Regions from separate parts of the Sus scrofa genome. Here region 1 is linked to region 2. A link is a contact called in public Hi-C data. All regions are on one chromosome and are shown on one strand. The core of a region is the stretch at or near the end of the contact, and the rest is flanking DNA. Distances in the headings are between cores, read along the strand shown.

Region 1 (3,498 bases), core at 145-2,644, 180 kb after region 2:
CATCTTGAGACTTGAAATAAAGACCCAGGCTTTTCAGCTGGCCTCAAAGAGCTCAGGTTTCCTTGGATGTGCCCAGCAATAAAGGAACCCAGGTGTTTGGGCATAGGGCACTACTGCATCTCCACCGTCGGCCGCCGTGCCCAATTTCGGTCCTCAGTCATCCAGACCATTCAGGTCTGTGGGCAAAGAAATCCTGGTGCGGAAATGGACCAAGACCTGACTATTGAGGAGCGGCAGAGAGAAGGTGTCTGCAGTTTATCCCACAACTTGGTCCGAAATCAGCCGCGGGGTTTCAGGCTGGCGTATTTTGGGGCTCGGCCGGGCGCTCTAAAGGTGACATTGGAGGACCAGGGACACCCTTCGGTGGCAGAGCTGGAGCCAGGAGGGATGCGGGCGGCATCGCTACCCTGCCGACAGATGGGACCCGGAGTTGTCCTTGCCACAGCCGGCAGGTTGCGCCGCGGCGGGGGCGCCTCTTGTGGGTTCGCTTCTTCTGGGTTCGCTCGCCCTTGGGCTGGGAGCCCCGCGGGGGCTGCGGGGGCTGGACTAACGGCAGGAGGGCGGGGCTTTCCTTTGTCAGGGGATTTGCGCGGCGCGGGCCGAGACTCGCGCGGGTGCCGCTCCCCGCCCATTGCCTTCGGGGGGCGGGGCTCTCCCTCCGGCCCGGGGGGGCGCGGCTCTCTCTCCCGCCCGGGGGGTGGGGGGGCGGGGGCGCGGTGGGCGTGGGCCTCCGAGCCCAGCGGCCGACCCTGGGCTCTCTCTCCCGGAGCCGCGCAGAAGCCCCTCCTTCGGTGCCTCGGCCTCCAATCCCTCCGCCGCCCCCTCCCTCCCGCTCCTCGCCCCGGCTCCGCCCCCGCCCTCCTCCCCCTGCTCTCCGCGAAGCGCTCCCAGGCGTCCCGGGGGGCTGCCCAGGCGGGGCGGCGCGGCGCGGCTCGCCTCGGCTCTGCTCGGCTTGGTTCGGCGGCGCGGGGAAGGGGGAGGAGAGCTGCCAGGCAGCCCAGCACTTCCAGCGAGCGGCGGGCGAGCGGGCCGCGCGGCGCGAGGGAGGAGGGCTCGCCCCCGCCCGGCCCGAGCGGAGCCTTTTGTTCCCAGGCAGAAGTTTGCATGCCGGGACCGTGACAGCTGCGGGCGGGGAGGACGGCGGGGCTGGCGGCGGCGGAGAATAGGGGCTGCTGCTTGACATGCAGTCCACGACGCGGCGGCTGCGGGCCGGGGACTGGCGGCGGCGGGGGGGCGGCGCCCACAGCATGCGGGACTCAGCTGCCGGAGGGACAAACTAACTTCCTGAGCGCGGGACTGGAGGCCGGCGCGGCCGGGAGCCACCTGCCAACCTACGGTGAGGCGACCCTGGCCCTCGGGGAGTGCGGCATGGCGCGGGGAAGCGAGCGGCGCTGAGCGAGTCTTTCCGATTGACCCTCGGCCGCCGCTGCAGCCTGCTGGCCTCTGAAAGGCCCGGCTCCGGGCTCCACTCGCCTTGTTTTGCGGCCACGACTCAGGGCTGCTCTGGGAGCCACAACAATGCCATGATGTTTTGGAGACAGGAAGCCCCAAGCTGGCCGCGAATGAAGGACTTCCTGTGTTTAAAGTTGCAGGAATATCCGCCGACCAGCCCAGTTCAAATGCAAACACCCGAACTAGGGAGGACGAATGGCTAATTCAGACCAGCTGGACTCTCCAGGGCTGGAACTGAGGATAAAATGAAAGGAATTCTTAGGAGCTTGGGCCACATTTGAAGACGAGAGGGGTTGTGCCATTGTTATTAAAGGACACAATCGATATAAATCCCCTGCTTCCTACTCTGCTCAGGTGAGAAGTGAATGGAACTAGATGTTGAATAGGACTTGTCAATATCAGATTTTTTAAAAACTGACAATTAGAGCAGGGCTCTTTAAAAGAAAAAAAAGCAGAAGCCATACAAAGAAATTTTTGTTTGTTGATTACATTATACCATTTATCTGTCTGCAACTATGAGGCTGCTAACCTGTGAGGAAAAGCTGTTCCTTTTAGAGCTTCTCCGAGAATGATTTCAAAGTGGGACTTACAGGCCTTTCTGGAGGGAAAATTCAATTGCTGGTTTGAGGTTATGAACATGTAAAAGGATTTTTAACTTATGCAGAATGCACTTTGGGGGAAACCGTAAGAAACTTCTAAAAGGTTGATGGTTCATCTTGATTGAAAAAGTATGGGTAAGCCACTCAGCAGGCCAGACTGTTTAAGGCGGAACCCCACCTGCCTGGGGAAAGGAGAGGAAGAAGACGGCTATATAGAGGATTGCTATGTCCCACAGCGATCTATATATGATACAATGAGAATAAATGAACAAATTGACCAGGGTTCAAAGCTTAATCAGACTTCAAAAAGCACTATGGAAAAGATGGAAGGAAGTACTATATCCAGCAATGGTACACTAGGAGCAGCATCCAATGTTTTTGAATCCAGAGCACCGGAAGGCAAAAAGTTGGATGAGAGAATAATATTTGATGCCCTAAAGCTGAGCAGTGATGTGCAAAAGTCAGCACCTGTGCCACCCAGAAGGCGGCCAAATGCAGAACGCAAAGACAATGTTAACAGGAGATCGTGGAAGTCCTTCATGCCACCCAATTTCCCAGAATTTGCAGAAAGGATGGAAGCCTCTCTCAGTGAGGTTTCCGAAGCTGGTGCTTCAAATCCTTCCTTGCAAGAGAAGAAGGAATCCATTTCTGCATTAGCAGAAAGTTCTGGTCGTTTGGATCACAGGGAACCTCAGTCAGAGTCAGTAACTCTGGAGCATGTGTCCAAATCCGTAGGTATTCCAGAAGTGCAGGATGTGAAGAACTTAGGTGGAGACTGCCAAGACTTCAGATTTCAGCAGCACAGTGAGAGCTCTCCTCATGAATTCCAGCCTCTAGCGTCAGAAGCTGCAGCATCAAGTGGTAACACAGATGTAATGCAGGAGCACAGATTCTCAAGTGCAACCTGGCCCAGAGCCCTGAAAAGTTTGGCTAAGGGAGGCTTCAGCGAGAAGCAGCACCCCCTTGGGGCCACAGCTTGCACTGTAGAATTGCCACCTCTCTCCCCTTGCTTGAGTGAAGAGCTTTTGGATCCAGAGTTGCATATTCTCTTAACTCCCAGCTTGAGGGAGAAAACAGAGTCTGAGCTAAAGTTTGAAGAGGATGAGCGATGGATCATGATGGAGGCTGAGGAGTGGGAGGAAGAGAAACTGTCAGAGAGAGAAAAGACTTTTATAGTGGCAGATGAGGAAAAGAACAGCCTGGCAGATATTTTTGAAGAAAGAGAACAAGCAGACCCTGTAGCAGTGATGGATGGTGGAGCCAATTGCTCAGTTGCTGTCTTGGAGACTTTTGACCACCTAACTCTTGGTCACATCTGTTGCTCTGATGACCCACAGCCGGCTAAGAGTTGTTTGGCTTCTCTTCTCAAGGATGCACCTCTTGATTACAGTTGTGTTCTAACAGGTGAGAGTGCTGTAGGAGAGCTGAGAAGCAGAACTGTTCAGAG
Region 2 (3,603 bases), core at 319-2,818:
ATAAAGCTGCTATAAACATTTAAACACAGGTGTTTTGTTTTGTTTTGTTTTGTTTTTTGGTCTTTTTGTCTTTTTATGGCTGCACCTGCAGCATATGCAGGTTCCCAGGATAGGGGTCTAATCAAAGCTGTAGCCGCTGGCCTAGGCCACAACCACAGCAACGTGGGATCCAGGCCGAATCTGCGGCCTACACCATGGCTCATGGCAATGCCGGATCCTTAACCCACTGAGCGAGGCCAGGGATCGAACCCAGAGCCTCATGGTTCCTAGTGGAATTCGTTTCCACTGTGCCACGAGGGGAACTCCATACACACAGGTTTTTGTGTGGACACATTTTCATTCTTCTTGGGTCAGTACCTAGGAGTGATATTGCTCGGTCACGCTGGTATGTGTCTGACTGTTTTCTAGAGAAGCTTCGAGAGTGGCCAGTTTACGCCCCCATTAGCAGTACCTGAGAGTTCCAGTTGCTTTACATCTCGCCCGGACTTGGTATTATCAATCTTTTGGTTTTAGTCTCTCTATGGGGTAAGTGTTCAAGTGTTTTCAGTCGCTGCTCCAATGTCCTGTGAAGTTTTCATTTGCCGGCAGGCCTTAGTTTTGTGGAAGGCGTTGCTTTCTGCTGTCACTGGGTGTCCCGATGGCCTCCGGGGCAACCAGTAGAAATCAGGTGGATTTTTTGACTCTTGAAAAACACACTTCTGGAGCAGTTTTGCTCTTCTTGCTGATCTTCATCGCACCTAACATCAGGGCTGTCTCATGGAGCTTGTTCTGCATGTGATGCTCTCTTTAGGGGTGTTCAGGTCCCTTACCTCCTTCTCCCGGGTTGGGGGTGTGGAAGGGTTGCCTTCCGACTGTGCCAGGGAACTCGTGGACACTTACATATATCCTTGTGTACTTTGCCTCCTCCCTGCAAATGGTTCCTGAGGGCTTCTGTGACGTTTTCCTTCTGGCTGCATCCCAGCCAGGCTGGGAATGGAAAGTTAAGAGTGTGACGTCCTCTGACAGCCTCCCTTCTTGTAGAAGGGTCTGAGGCTTGTTTGTGTAAGCTGAACAGAGGATGCCAAAGATAGACTTTGAGTCAGCTCAGCACTAGCTTAGGCGCCTCTTTTCACTCTCCTGGTTCCTCCTTCCCTTCCCCCTCCCCCTCTGGCCAGTTGTTTCCTGGGCTTTGTCTGAGACACACTGTACAGTTTTCGTCCCGGTCCACTACTGCCTGCTGAACAGCAGAGGCGAGATGGAGGAGAAGCCGCCAGGAAGTTTCTGACAACACTGAGCCGTGGGCCTCTGCCTCTGTGCTGATAGTGCGGGACAGCAGTAACCTCAGGAGAAAGGCATCTAGAGGCTGCGCCGAGCTGTGGGCTTGTGGCTAACTCAGGGGAGGAGAAAGGACAGGCCTGGAAATGCCTCTCTTAGATTCATCTTATTTGCCACCAGCCATCTTTATTTTGACTCACATTCTTGGAATTGCCGGTGTTCTGTACTGGAAGCGATATGCCAGAGGCAGAGCAGGTAACGGGTGCCAGAGATTCTTGAAATCTGCTGTGGGGCTTTTGAGGGTGGGGTGGATGACGAGGGCTTCCAGTTGGTTTCCTTAAAGGGCCAGCACTCGGGCTGGGTGCTGTCAGACCTGAGCCTGTATGGGATCCCCTAAGGGCCAGTTTGGGGCCTAGACCCTTTCCTGTTCTGTGAGGCTTGTCTGACTGCAGGGTACTGGTTTGATGAGGTGATGTCTGGGCTGGACGCGAAGGGAAGTGGCAACTGTGCCAACTTATGTCCTTCCTCAGAGAATCAAGCCTTACTTTCTAAGTCTCCCAAGTGGTTTCTAGATCTTTGTGGGTTTTTTTTTTTCTTTCTTTTTACCAAAAATTACCTAACTCTGTTGTCCTCCTCTAGGCATACATGTGGGAAAACTGTGGGATTAGAGAAGTTTCTGGACTTGGTGTGTACTCTGGTGAGAAAAGGCAGAGGAGGAAAGGTCAGTGAGAGGAAAGGGTCGCACGGTGTTCTTGCCGAGGAGCATCCTGGCACAAGGAGGTGCCTCTCTTCTCTTTGATAGGCTCGAGACTGTTCCTTTCCCCTCAGCAGTTACACAACTTAATCTGTGTATCCAAGCCATCCCAATGAGTAGAAAGAAGTTAACTGTTCTCCTCAGGCATTTGGGCCCTGGTATTTAATTTAATTTTGTAAAAAAAAGGTAGCAGATCTATCTTCCCTTATGACTGTTCGTTACATTATATTCCTTTGATTTCTAAATACCCAGTGCCTGGATCAGCCCTGTGTGCAGCTGATTCTGAATCTCCATAGCTGAGGACTAGGGAAGTCCAGCTTGTGCTTCCTTGGATCTTAGCGTCTTTAGTACTGTCTTTGTGACTTGCTTACTGCTTTCAAGGCAGCCTGTTGAGATACTTGTTTCTTTGTATCTTACAGTTAAATTGGAGATTTGAGGACTTGTTACTTAACTTTCTATTAGAACTTCATGAATGCTTGACAGAATTAGAATTAGATTCAGTCACTCCCTAGTAGTCCTTTTCACTAAGTCCCGGAAAAGCTTGTGACTAAATATTCAGATCCCAACATGTGTCTGTATCAGCAAAAGCAGACAGACACTTAGAAAGATGTTTGCTCGTGTAGTGGTGTGTTTGAAAAGATAGCCCGAAGTGGCTTTCCTGAAATTTAAGTCTGTATTTTAGCTTAGAAAGAATGGAATAGGCAGGCAATATTTAGCACTATATACTGTTATTGTAATGAGAAAGTAAATATTTTTTGGGCGGAAGCTGTTGCTTTCATTTTCCTGTGCATTTTGATAATGGCAATTCTAAACTGCTAGTTGATTACTATTGTAAAAAGTTCATCTTCAGTTAGGATTTGCTATTAAATTTAGAAATCATAGCCCTATCTTTGAAGTGCTTTCTTTTTTAGCTTTCAGAAATATTAATTTCATAAATGGCTATATAAATACATTGGAATAGGAAGAAAATACATTGTGTTTTTTATTTTTATGAAACATCTTTGATTCTAGGACATAGTAGTTATATAGGGAATGTGCTCTGTTTAGTTTATCTGTAAAATCAGGGCAGTGGTTTTTTTCAGTTGAAGAGTATGGACTCTAAGACTTTTATAGAAGTACTTAAGAGGTTCTCTACCCATTTTAACTTCAATTTTAAGATGTATTTTATCCATTAAAATGTAGTTTAAAATGACATGTACATTCTAAAGTACTACCTGCCAGTTGGACATGACCGGTATATAGTTTCTCCATTATCTCTGTATATATATTTATGTTGCTTATAAATGTATACTTGATTAAAAAGATGAAGATTGTCCTTCTAGCCTGGTCTTCTTTTTTCCCCCAATAGGAAATGTGTACACGACTGCAGAACATAGTGCAGACATAGATCCTGTGCCTGATAAATTCTAGGCAAAGCCCAGGTGTTCAGTCCATAATAGAGAGTGGGTAACACATTGTTAAGTGATAGTATTGTAATATAGGCTTAGTGTGGACTCTAAGTTTTTGTGCTTCTTGTCCCACTTTTCTAGTCATGTGTATATAAGAATGTACATAGTTTTTAGATATTGAAGGTGTTTGACTTTGAAACAAATATT

What was found. A called contact is a pair of places that touch in the nucleus more often than the background predicts.
Region 1: a contact with region 2 is called in a Hi-C map of fibroblasts, with 1.5 times the contacts expected there. The contact joins the promoter of KIAA0754 here to the enhancer-like site in region 2. A contact is called at or near these places in 6 of 47 Hi-C or Micro-C datasets (embryonic fibroblasts, fetal heart ventricle, fibroblasts and 2 more).

Annotation. Positions count from the first base shown.
Region 1 is chr6:95,246,756-95,250,253 of Sscrofa11.1, forward strand. KIAA0754 reads left to right here and starts at 1,395. Exons shown (of 1, transcript XM_021095984.1): 1 at 1,395-3,498. The coding sequence starts at 2,183. All of the region lies in intron 54 of MACF1 (microtubule-actin cross-linking factor 1), which reads left to right.
Region 2 is chr6:95,069,398-95,073,000 of Sscrofa11.1, forward strand. The region is part of intron 2 of MACF1 (microtubule-actin cross-linking factor 1); the gene reads left to right. Among named protein-coding and RNA genes, the nearest start is that of MACF1, 110 kb to the left of the region's middle. Within about 2 kb of position 1,569, at least 64 of the 83 cell types and tissues checked have an H3K27ac peak or open chromatin away from gene starts, as enhancers often do. A contact at or near this core is called in embryonic fibroblasts and skeletal muscle, where this site is marked.